Linked DNA regions of Mus musculus: region 1 is linked to region 2. Evidence: chromatin contacts called from public HiChIP or PLAC-seq data. All regions are on one chromosome and are shown on one strand. The core of a region is the stretch at or near the end of the contact, and the rest is flanking DNA. Distances in the headings are between cores, read along the strand shown. Region 1 has its middle 120 kb from the start of Six3os1. Region 2 has its middle 46 kb from the start of Gm46582.

What was found. HiChIP or PLAC-seq counts read pairs in DNA pulled down with a chosen protein or histone mark.
Region 1: an H3K4me3 HiChIP or PLAC-seq map of bone marrow-derived macrophages shows a contact between it and region 2, with 10 times the contacts expected there. The contact joins two enhancer-like sites. A contact is called at or near these places in 5 of 115 datasets of contacts at active chromatin or transcription factors (bone marrow-derived macrophages, craniofacial prominence, embryonic basal ganglia and 2 more).

What each region holds. Positions count from the first base shown.
Region 1 is chr17:85,490,947-85,496,918 of GRCm38.p6, reverse strand. No RefSeq gene overlaps it. Among named protein-coding and RNA genes, the nearest start is that of Six3os1, 120 kb to the left of the region's middle. Within about 2 kb of position 1,693, at least 21 of the 459 cell types and tissues checked have an H3K27ac peak or open chromatin away from gene starts, as enhancers often do. A contact at or near this core is called in bone marrow-derived macrophages, where this site is marked.
Region 2 is chr17:84,858,504-84,865,396 of GRCm38.p6, reverse strand. No RefSeq gene overlaps it. Among named protein-coding and RNA genes, the nearest start is that of Gm46582, 46 kb to the right of the region's middle. Within about 2 kb of position 5,281, at least 104 of the 459 cell types and tissues checked have an H3K27ac peak or open chromatin away from gene starts, as enhancers often do. A contact at or near this core is called in bone marrow-derived macrophages, where this site is marked.

The sequences.
Region 1 (5,972 bases), core at 444-2,943, 640 kb before region 2:
ACTTAAATTTAAAAAAATTAAGAGGCAATTTATATAATCCCAACATACAATATAAAAGAGTAGTTATTCTCATTCTAAGAGAGAGGATGAGAACATGAATGGAAAAATGGAGAAGCAGCAAGAGTAGAACCTAGTGGAGCGAACCTTAATTCCCATAAGTCCTGGCCTGACATATCCAACTTACGGTGTGCTGTGGATGCCACAGAGCTTGGGAGTTCCTGCTTCTACAAGTTTCCCATCCTCAGTCATACAGCCACTCTGGTGGGCTGCTGTGCTTTTTGGCTGAAACTTTCTTGGCAGGTGTTTTACATTCCCAGCATGTGAGACTTCCTGAGATCTCATCTGCACCATCCCTTTCACCCTCGTGTGTCAAGGGGACACCGACAGGACTTCAGTCTAGCCATATGAGGCCTGGATGCTGTCAAGCAGGCAAGAGCAATGCCCCTCATATCACAGCAGTAGAAATATGGAAGAGCCTACATGGCTAAGCCCGGTAGAAAAACCAGAGAGAAACAACTTCCTAGGTTTAGACTTTCATTCTTTTTTTCAAAACCTACTTTAATAAGGGTTCTTACACGTTTAACCTCCCTCCTAGCCCTTCACTCTCCAGAGGTAGTGGAAAGGAAAGGTTAATAGGGCAGAGGGGGATGTGGACCTGCTTAGAAATCGTTCTTTGGTGTGATTGCAATCTGCATTGTCACGATATCAGCAGTTCAGCTCACAGGAATCAGCACTGGTAACTCGATCCACTCACAAACACTATTTGATCCAGAAGAAACCTCAAGGCTCTGCCAATTTGGCCCAAGTCCAAGTGGCAAGAAGTTGCGGGAATATCAGGGGAAGTTCTTTCTTTGGTGCATTTCTCTCTGAGAAGTCTTGACAAACAGTGATCAGCAATGAAGGCAAGGCAAACCAATGCCACACAGCATCATCCACTGTCTGTGGCTTGTCTTTATGTCCTTCCCAAACATCACGTGTTCTCTCAAGCATCACCTCTAACAAAACATTACACGACATTTTTTTTCAGACAGCTTCCATAAAAACACTACATGTCTGTTCTCAGCCAAAACTCCTCCCACATGTCTGCTTCAGCAACAAAACAAAACAAAACAAACAAAAAAAACAAAAACAAAAACAAAACAAAAAAAACCTCTTCTCATAAGACAGTTTCCAGAAAAACACCACGTGACACAACGGAGTCTCCAAGGAAACCAGAAATCTCCATTTCACCTAGGTATGAGCACAGTGGCCCTGTGTATATCCTGGAACACATGATGGTTCAGGTCTGTCCAGTTTCTGAGAGCTGCGTGAATCATCTTTCCTACCAGCTCAATCCATTTTGAAATGGTCCTACTTCCTTAGGCAACCACACCTTCCTCTGCCCTAGCTCCTCAAGTCAAACCACAAGTTGAAAAAGTCTTTCTGTTCTGCTTTTTTTTTCCTGACAGTCACTGTAAAGCTGGCTAAAAGCAATTGTCAACTATCATGTCATGCTATCTTGACATTTCCTCTGCCAGATTAATTAATCTATCACCTTAATTAATTAATTAATTAATTAATCTTTCAGCTTGATACAAAGTATTAGGGCATGAAAAGAAAGGAAAAAGAAATAAACAAAGACACAAACAACCTGTGAGCAACTCTCTAACTCTAGACCATACCAGTCTAGGCTTCAGCTCTATCTGAAATGTCACAATGATGGCATCAAGGAGAGAAGAGTCATTCTGGCTTATAGCTTCAGCTGTGGTCACTTGGTTCCATTATTTCCAGACCTACAGGAATGAAAATATCCTGTCATATGCCATGCATTGGAACAAAGATACCTGCCTCATGAAAGCAGGGAAGGAGAAGCAGGAGGGACTGGGAACAAAAATATCTGCTTCTAGAACATTCTCTGCTTCCTCCAACTGGGCAGCTTCTACTGGCTCCCTGAAATGCCATAAAATTATGAGCTCATCAGATGATTTGATGACTGTGAGCACTCATGATCCAACCACCTTCCCCAAATTCCATCTCAACTCCAATGCACTGGGGTCAAGCCTCAGCACATGAGTTTTTGGTGGAGAGTTCAGATTCATCCCATAATACTGGGCAAGAAAACAGAGGCACTATCAGTTCCTTATGGCAAAATCTCAGGCACCCATGCCACAGAGAAAAAACAGTTTTCTTCGGATTCAAGGTCAATTACAGAATATTATAAATTCAACAAAGCCAGCTTCCCTCATCTCCTGTTGAGACCCTCAAGCCTCTCGCTTTGGTTCACAAGACAGGAGCTGCTATCAGGAAGTTTGCTCCTTTCTTGCGAAGTGCAACTCCAGTGTTCTTTTTTCCGAAGGCATTTGTATTTCAGCAAGATCGCAAGATTGGCTGCTGAAATAGCCTGAAGATCAGGGTACAGACTGAGGAGGAATCTAGATACAAGGGCATCTCTCTGGCTCTCCTGCAGTCACTCCGTCTTCAACCTGTGAGCCCCCTCTCCTGATAACAGAGTCACCTCTTTCCACGGCCAGCTACATTTGTCCCTTTTTAAACTATCAGACATTGGCTATACAGGAGGCTTTTCATTTAATAATAAGACATCTTAATAGCAAATAGAAAATTTTCTACACACAGAGATCAAGTGAGATGACAGTGGATTAACATTTTAATTAAACACAGCAGTTCTAATCAGTTTTATCATTATGGAAATACCCAACATTTTGACATATTTCAGGTATAAATTGATAGTTCCAGTCTGATGGCAAATTGAAATAATTTTTTTTTTTGGTGATATTTGTAAGCGTTCTGTGGCAGCCAGAGATGGTATTTGGTATCTGAGTTACCGATTCTTGACAGACCCATTCAAAATAGTGGTTCTCCGGTCTTCCTTCCTCCACGGGCGGGCTTCAGGATGGACGCTCCAGAAGTTATACACACTATGATAGATTAATATGTGATGTTTTATGATTTGCAAAACTCACACTAAGAGGTAGTTTGTTTTCCCTGGTAGAATGTCATATACCTCGTCCTCTGGATGAGAGGTGATGCAAACAGAAGTGCCATAGGGGTTTGTGTTTTATTGTTGTTGGTTTGGTTTGGTTTGGTTTGGTTGTTCTGTTTCATTTTACTTTTCCTTGGTCTCAGCAGTTACCAACTGCATTTGGAGGGTGTGACTTAGCATCACAGAACTACTGAGCCTCATGGGCACAGTTCCAGGAAGTCGTTCCTTCCAGATGAGGGAATTGGAGCTCAGAGCAGTTAGGGAGTTTGCCAAAGTCATGCAGCAATAGCATAAGAGTCAACCCGCAACCTTCAAATGACTCAAAGCACAAAATTCACGACAAAGGGGCTGCTAGGTAAGTATTTACCAATTTGTTATTTTTCCCCTATATGCTAGTCAAAGAAGACCCTTCATTGTGACCATCAAAAGCAGCAGGACCTAACCTATCAGAGGCAAGTTTTTGGTCACTTTCCTCTGTATTGTCCCTATCCACAGCTGTTACCACCCACTCATCGTCAAAACACACATTGACAATATCAATAGATCATGCTTTCTGTTTGTTTGTTTTTATTCTAAATTTAATTAATTTTTTTCTTATTGTTAATATTACTATTGGTTCCCTGAAGCGAGGTCTCACATAGCGAGGCTAGCCTTGAGCTCCTGTTCCTCTTGAATCTACCCTCTCCTTGAGTGTTGGGAGTATAAGCATGTGTTGCCACACCCAGTATAACCCTCCAGTTGTAATCTATTTAATCTAAGCTAAGTAGATGCTTAGTCCCAGTTCCTTAGTAGTTTACCATAATGTCTAACCATCTACCTTAAAATCCTTTAAGAATCCATGAATAACTTTTCTAACCAAGTTAAGCAATCAATACCTCCTAAGGAGGCTTGCCTGTCCTTTATGGTCCTATAAAGTAAAACTTCCAAAAAAAAAAAAGCGACACAGAAAATCTCACAGTAAAATAATACACCTACCCAAATACAGTAAATGGCCATCAAAGAAAGTGTGCTGCACCAACTTCAGCTCGGAGGCTGTGCATTTAGAAAACTCTGGAATGCATCAGAGGAAATAAAATCACCCTGAGAAAACTAGCCCCATAAATATTCCAAGCCCTTTGTAGTCTAATTATACTGCCATTGTTGCTGAGAAATATTTAGCAATGCCATGATGGTTCAGGATGATAAACGTCTGAGGCTGAGTGACGTTTATGGATAAAAATCAAGATCTGTTCCCTGACTCAAGCCGTTTGATGCCTTTATTTAGCCCATGTTTTACCTCTCAAAAAAAATTTTTTTTATTTTGTTTATTTTTTTTTCTGGAGAGTTTAACAGTCTATATTTATTTTTATTTTTAAAATTCCCAACAGGATTCAGCTTTGCGCCACCCTGGTGACACTGTGCACTGTGCACTAAGTGATTGCTGAGTGAATATCAGTATTTATTTATTTTCCTTGCAAAGACCTATGTGTGATTCTGAAAATGAGAGAAATTCTAAGTAGAAAGAAAAGCGTGTGTACAGGTTTGTGTGTACACACAAACACCACTGAATCCTATATTTGAAAATAGTTAATTCTATACCATGTAAGTTTGTTTCAATAAAAACAAACAAACAAACAAACAAAAAACCAGTCTTTCATGTAGAAAACAAGCAACCTGTCCCTAAATTCCACAGGATACATCCTTACAGTTTCATATCAACTATAAAATACAGGCCTGTAAGAAGATTTTGAGTAGGAAGTTTCTTTTTAAATCAGTATTAAATAGATAATTAAAAGTTGCAAGAGAATCACAAGGAGATATTGAAATATTTCTAGTCCTCAGAGCTTACGGAGAAGCATTTTACAGAGTTTTTCTGGACTCTGCCTGCTGCTTCTTGTTGGGGTCCCCCAGTCCCCACTGGGACTAGGGCAAGAATGGAGCCCAGTCTTAGTAAAGGCTCCATCTATTTCCCATCAAGGAAGTGAAGGGTCAGAAGATAGCAATCCCATCCCTACACCTCCAGCTTCTCACCAACTTGAATCAGTTTAAAGCCCAAGGTGGCATTTTAAGGACCACATACTTAGAATTTCCAAAACAAGATTTCCCTCCTTTTATGACAAAGTGAAGACAAGTTTTTGGGATTTTTTTTTTTAAAGCAATAAAGAAAACAGCCTCTTCAGTAAGCAGCATTGAAAATATAAATGTAATTTCTTCAGTTTGAAGATGTTCTTTTCTTTTCTGACTACCAATAGCCCTTCAGTTCTCCACCAAGAGGCCATCTGCGGAGACGGATGGTCAGTGAACACGGCATGGTTTTCAAGCCAGGGATATTTTAAATTGTAAAAGCCCAATGATTGCACAATTGTCCTGACAAAGCTGACATGTTCTGAGAAGGTTGCAGCTTGGAATTTGGTCTGTATCAAGCCTTCCTTTCTGCTTTCTGATAAATCCCACTAGGATAGGATAGCTAAGGAGTCTGATCTCTCTCTCTCTCTCTCTCTCTCTCTCTCTCTCTCTCTCTCTCTCTCTCTCTCTCTCTCTCTCTCTCTCCTGTTCTACTTGCTCATCTAAAGGTAAACACAAATCCTCAACTCCTCATTAGCCCACCTTAGAAAGTAATTCAGATGTTTCTAATTTCTCCTCTGATTTATCAGACCAGTCTCTGATAACTTTTGAAAGCCTATTCTATCTATTCGAGAGTCTCCAAGACAAAGGCTACCGTCCAGCAATAAAGAGAAGTCCTCACACAAGCAGGCAAGGGGAACACACAGAGAAGTTTGGTAACTGTTGCTTCCGAATTACTTACTTCGAGTTCTGTTCAAACCAATAGACACATTACACTGAGAATGTTTTATTCAAGAGATCTCTGATGGAATCTAAAAAAGTAAAAATAAATAACCAAGGGCCCCCTGTTACAGTTCAGACGCCTGACAAGCAAAAGCAAATTAACAATCTTGTGTAACCTTTCCTTCAGAAGACATCAGGGGGAGGAAGATTGAGAGAATTCAACCGA
Region 2 (6,893 bases), core at 4,032-6,531:
CTCAGGGCTGCAGTGACTTCATGTTGGCTAAATATAGAGAGCACTTGGTGTGCTGGCTGTGCCAGGGAGAACCATGATGCAATTCTGTCCTCCTGTTCATGGCAGGGAAGGACCAAGGGCAGACAGTGAGAATAGGATTACTTAACAAATGATCTCTTGTAATGGCCCCCAAGTCCAATCCAACCCAGTGTTTGTGAGCATGGAATAACTAGCACTCATGACATTTGAATATGACTATATTAATGTGTTACTGTGTGTACATGGATTTATATGAATATGTATTAAAATAGAACTAAAATGGGGGTAGTTAGAACTACCCCTAACAGAGGGTTATGTTTCTTCCAGAAGTTATAGGCTGCCAAGTAAAAAGCCAATTCCAGGGAATGGATACCACCCTTAGTCAACGTTATCCTGACGACTCCAAACAAGATACTGCTAGGTCTCAAATCCTCTCGAATCCAGGACAAGCGTTAACTGAGGTGCCCATTAACATCAAAGTAGATACCGGATGCCAGGCTCTCCCAGCATCCCTCAGTCCCTACCTGTTACAGAGTATGGCTGTCATACTCCATCTCCTACCCTAAAACTCGCCAGCCCAAGGGCTGGGCTTCCCTCCCCTTGACTCCTCTGCCCCATGTATAATCCAACCATTTTGCTTACCTGTTTCTTTTGGTCTACCCTTTGCTCTCTCTCTCTCTCTCTCTCTCTCTCTCTCTCATTTATTTATTTATTTATTTATTTATTTATTTATTTATTTATTTTATATATGTGAGTATACTGTAGCTGTCTTCAGACACACCAGAAGAAGACATTGGATCCCATTACAGATGGTTGTGAACCACCATGTGGTTGCTGGGAACTGAACTCAGGACCTTAGGAAGAACAGTCAGTGCTCTTAACCTCTGAGCCATCTCTCCAGCCTGTACCCTTTGCTCTCTTGGCCAATCTCTTGGCCCAGGCCACTGTTCTTGGTCAGCTGCTCCTCTCTTGCTCTCCTTCCCCCTTTGTCTTCACAGAGCCCAGCTCAGTTTGGCCATGACCATGACCACTCTGGCCTCTCCCAGATGTCTCTGCCTCTATGCTCTCCCTTTATTCTACAATGAATGTTCTTCTCCACCACACCTAGGGGGAGTCCTCCCTTGTATTTTTTTTTTTTCATGCAGACAGGCTGTTGCCCATTGCTCTTGGTTGCCCATCAGACCTTTAGAATAAGACCGAAAGCCAGCCTAAGATGAAAACACCACACAAATTTGTCACAGGACACAGAGAACTGGAGCTGGTATGGACTGAGGGGCTTCCTCGCTGGTAGTAGCTTTCAAAGTATTGGATGGTGCTATGTAGGCATGGGAGCTGGAGGACCTCATCTACAGTCTTATCCAGCTGTAAACCCAAGATACTGCCCAGGGGCACACTAATGGCACAAGTATTGTAGGGCAGAAGGTCCTGACCGTCTTCTGATTGGATTAAGGCTCACTCTGCATGAGGAAACACACTGTGGTGTGGTAAATCTGGGCAAGGACCCATGGTTTGGTAGCTCCCATGCCCCAGAGATGAACTTACTACCGTTATTTTAAACGCACATGTTATCAAACCACCTCGTAAATATATAGCTGTCCGTCGAGCATTTAGTGCGACTCTCAAACCTCATCAGTGTAGTCTCTTTGTGCAGTAGACCAGTGGTTAGTGTGCAAACTGATCCAAGTGCATGGAAGAGTGTCAGTAGAATGTTCAGCCCTAAATGGGCCATTGAGCATGGTGGCCCCCATCCCAGTCTCAGGAACCATGGAATGATTGTAAGAACCAGAGGTTGGGGAGGGTCTGGGCAAAGCACCATCTTCTGTACATGACAGGACTGACTTACTCACACCCAAAAGACCTTGTGGGCTCAACCCAGTTAACATCTAAGCTGAATTGGGAAGGAATTCATGAATCCAACCCCTAACTGAGGAACTATGGAGAGCTGATGGCTTCTCGGGGCGAGTGTCAATCTTCTTTAAGAGTGTGGCCCCTGGTAGGTCAACTTTGCTCCAGTGGATGGCCCACACCCAAGAGTATGGGCAGCATATGCCGATCTAGATGTGTTCCTTAAAGAGGACAGGAAGTTGAGGGGCAGGGAGTTGGGTGTGAATCTAGGATGAGATTAGAGAGTGGTGGGGTGAATATGATCCAAATATATTGCATGAAATTCTCAAAAACTAATTTTTAAAAATTTAAACACATACAAAAAAAACCACCAGAGATTAGATGTCACAAAGCAGGTGGCCTGTGTATGTTGTTAGATCCAATGGGACATGACAGAGCAAATGTTATATGCAGCCTTTAAAAACAACAGTACTGAGCTCTTAAGATTAGCTAAAAATAGAATCCTTTTGTATTGCAATTAAGTAGCTCCAACTTTCTCTTTAATCTCCCCCTGAATAAGACTTCACATTCATCTTGAAAAATTTACAGGACAGAAATGACCACTATGTTTTGTTGTTGTTTGCTTTTTATTTTATTTTATTTTATTTTATTTATTTTTTAGAAAGGACTTGTGTAGCTGAGTCTGGCTTCAAACCCACTGTGCAATGTAGGATGCTCTTGAGTTCCCGATCCACCTGCATCCACCCCCCTTAGTGCTCTAAGCAGTGGAGCTGTGATCAGGGCCTCTCAGCACCAAAGGCTTTACAACCACTGAACTCTCGGAACAATGAGCTCAGTTAGGACACTAACCCTAAAAACTAGTAAGTGATGGGTTACTTGTTTAGATCATCATGTTAGGAACATGAACACTGGGAATTATGGCCTCTTCGTGTGTGTGTGTGTGTGTGTGTATGTGTGTGTGTGTGTGTGTGTGTGTGTACGTGTGTGTGGTATGTCTATATGTCCATGGTGTGTCTCTGTGTAATGAGTGTGTCTGTATATATATAATGTGTGTGTGCACTTTAAAGAGTGCATGGGAGTCACTGCAGCCTTGGGCATCAGTCTTCACCTTCTGCCTTGCCTGATGCAGAGTCTCTCTTGTTTGTTTCTGTGCTACTTGCTCCAGGCTGGCCTCTGAGCTTCTGGATAATTCTGTCTGCACCTCCCATCTCACCATAGGAGTGCTGGGATTATAGACATATACCACCATTCTGGTCTTTTTTAAAAAAGAAAGAAGAATTCTGGAGATTAAACTCAGGTCACCAAATGGGTTGACAAGTGTTTTTACCTGCTGAGCCATTCTGCTGGCCTCTAATGAGCAATTTCATATCCTTCTCTATTATAAAAATCCCACTGTGTGGTCTGAGGATATAGCAGCTTGGTTAGTGCAGTGTTTATCACACAAGCCTGAGGACCCAAACTCAATCCCAGTACCAATGTACAAAGCTGGGTGACAGGCTAGAGAGTGGCTCAGCTTTGGCTGTGAGCACTTGCTGCTCTTCCACAGGACCCATGTTCAATTCTCAACACACCCATGGCAGCTAACAAACACCTGTAACTCCAGTTCCAGGAATCTGACATCCTCACACAGACATGCAGGCAAGACATCAATGCAAGTGAAATATACATACATACATACATATACACATACATATACACATACATACATACATACATACATACATACATACATACATACATACATACATACATACATATAGAAATAGCTGGATAGCAAGTGCCTATAATCTCAAAACTGAAGAAGAGGAGGCAGGAGGATGGCTGGAGTTCCCTAGTCAGCCAGTCTAGCCTGACTTGTGAGGCTCAGTTTTGGTCTCATAAGACCCTAACTAAGAAAGAGAAGGAAGCCATGGAGATCTGTATTTTCCTTAAGTGAAGAAGATGTGTTGTTAGAAGTATAAGCAGTGATAGTTTTTATGACTTGGTTTGTTTGTTTGTTTGTTTGTTTGTTTGTTTGTTTGTTTGTTTGAAAAGCGGTCCTGAGACCCACTCAAGTTGGTTTTGAACTCACTACGTAGCTCAGGTTAGACTTCTACTAGTCCGGTAAAGCATCCATCTATGTGTCTGGTTCTGATTTTACAAGTGGATAAACTGCTGTTATCTAACCAAGACAGACTCACTCACTCCCAACAAAATAACCAAGGGAAATACTGGTTTTAGGAAATGAGGAAATTCTGAGACCATGGCCTGGAATCCTCTTACGTGTGTTGCCATGAGGACCACCGTGCCACCTGCCATGCTTGGCATCTCTTTCTCTGAGCTCTGTTCTGCAAGGGGAATCATTCTCTGCATCCACTTGTAAGAAAAAGGACACAGCTAACTTTATCATTCTCTCAAGGCTCCATTTGTCTCATCCAGGGTAGAAGTGACAATTTAAACTTCCTAATTAAAGGTAATTAGGTCCCATCTGGCTTTGAAAAATTGGCAGAGTGAATGGGATGGGAGGTTGCTAACCCAGATTCAGTTGAGAAATTTGTCTTCAAGCGCAAATTTTTCAGTCTTCCAGACACTCCCTGGCAGAACTGTCTCTCCCCTCTGGAGAGGGCTGGCCTCCTGATTCTGTCTCTAAAGGGAAGATGGATACGGTAAAGGTGGGTCAGCGCCTCATGGTGTGCAGAAGGGGGTCCCTCCCACTGCGATGTTTCTTCCTGTTCATCTGGAGATGCCGTTCACTGTCACCTTCACCTCTGCTGCTGCACCACGGCAAGCTATGTTCCCTGGGTTGGGGTCGATTGTGACCCTCTCCCCTAGAAGCCATCTCCTTCTAGCAACTTGGTTGTATCAGTTTTCACTGCCTCTGCAGACCTTCTGAGGTTAGGTTACAGCTCCCAACTGATTTCCAACTCGCACTTTACGGTCTGAGCCGTTCCAGCCAGCCCATCACAGCGTGCCCCGCACAGGCTCAGTGGCATACATCTCTACTCTCCTCCCAACACTGGAAATGGACAGTTGGCCTAAGTGTCTCCTCTTCTTCATCCCCATTCTCACTTAACTTATCCCAGCTCTAGCTGGGTGACAGCTCTGGTCCCAAGAGGCCAGAGTAATGCATCATTCTAGAGCATTACTTCTGTTTCCCCCAGAAGCAGGCATTATATCTGCTCTCTCTTTTTGGTGGAGACTCCACCCATAGCTGAAGGCAAAATCCTGTCATTAATGTCAGCCTGGCCCTGGGGTGTTAGTGAGTGAATGCTGTCTCCTGGAAGACTCCAACTCCAGTCTTCTGTTGTCTCAGGCTGGGGCCGAGCAAACTAGATTCTTTTTGTCAGCAGGCTTCCGGTTAACCTTTATAGTGGGGAGCGCAGAGCGGGCTTGAGAAGTTGCGGGGAGCCTGCAAGGCTGGAGGAGGAAGTCAGTATTTCTGCTTTGCTTGTTGTCCTATGAGAGTGGGGAGCACAGAGGGGGTGTGGGGAGCCGGGGGGAGGCTACAAGGCTGGAGGAAGAAGGCAGTACTTGCCCGTTGCTTGTTGTCCTGTGAGGAACCATCATCCCCTATGGGAGGCAGAGCCTTCTCAGGGTGGGCTCAGCCTCTCGATCTCCATGTCCCCTTCAGCTCTCCAGTCCCAACCTCCCTTTGCAGTGCTAGGGGAGGGGTGGCTTCAGAGAGTCTCAAGTTCAAGGAGCAAGACTCGCAGTTGCCACCTACAGTTATGAGCTGGATTACTTCAGTGTCCCTCTGTCCCCTTGAGCCCTGGGAACAGTTCCTCATGTGAGTTCCATTCACAGAAGGATATGGTGTGGTAGCTGTCCCCACACAACTGGATGAAGAATGGCTTTTCTCTGTTTTTTTATGAGTACTTAGATAAGTACTTATAACATTTCTATTTTATTTTGAAATAGATCCTCTTCCTCTACCCAGGCTGTCCTTGTCTTGGCTTCAGCCCCTGGGTGCTGGGATTACAAGTGCGCACCACTGTGTCTGGATGTAGAAATACTCATACATCTTTCCTAGTACCTTTTAGATCTATTGCTGATCAATATGGAGTGACAGGAAACTCATTCTCTCTCTCTCTCTCTCTCTCTCTCTCTCTCTCTCTCTCTCTCTCTCTCTCTCTTTCACACACACACACACACACACACACACAAAAGAGAGAGAGAGAGAGAGAGAGAGAGAGAGAGAGAGAGAGAGAGAGAGAGAGAGAGAGAGAGAGATTAAATAGTGTTCAAGACACTGGCTATCACATAAACTAGAGCAGTACTTCTTGAGACATAGAAGTCAAGGTCAGATGGTCCCAGCTAATGGTTAGGGATGGAAGAAGGGATCCAGGCATTGTACACTGACTGAGACTCCTGGAGTGTCACCCACCGTCTGTTGTGAACACCCACCCACCCCTTAAGCTGCTCTGCAAGCCAGAACAGATGGACAGCACTCTATTTAATCAGTCTGTCTCTTTTACCGTCCCCGCCCCCCACAGGAAGCTCTCAACTTACAGAAGAAAGCAAGGGAAGAAGCCATCTCACCCCCTTGCTCTCTAGATTATTGTTCTCTAGGGACGTGGTTCTCAGCCTTCCTAATGCTGTGTGACCCTTTAATACACTTCCTCATGTTGTGCCTCCCCTCCAGCCATAAAGCTATTTTCATTGTTACTTCATTACTGTAATTTTGCTACTGTTATGAATTGCAATGTAAGCATCTGATATGCAGGAGATCAGATATTAATCAATTGTCCAGCCTTCAAAGGGATCAAGACCCACAGGTTGAGAACCACCGTTCCAGGGGCAACTATTTTAACTGTGGCTTCTGAGCCTAATTACCCCTCCCCCCCCATAAAGCGACTCAAGTTGTGTGTTAAAGAAGTGCAGTTATGGTTTAATTATAGAAAATTAATAAATTTTATTTCTATTTTTCCCTTATTTAAAGTTCATAGGAAACACAGACTTAATATTGTCTTCCGTCATTCTTCAGCATGTAAATATTAAATTAGTCTATCTTTGAAGTGCAGTGTGTTAGAATGTTGAGGGTTTGTTGTTTG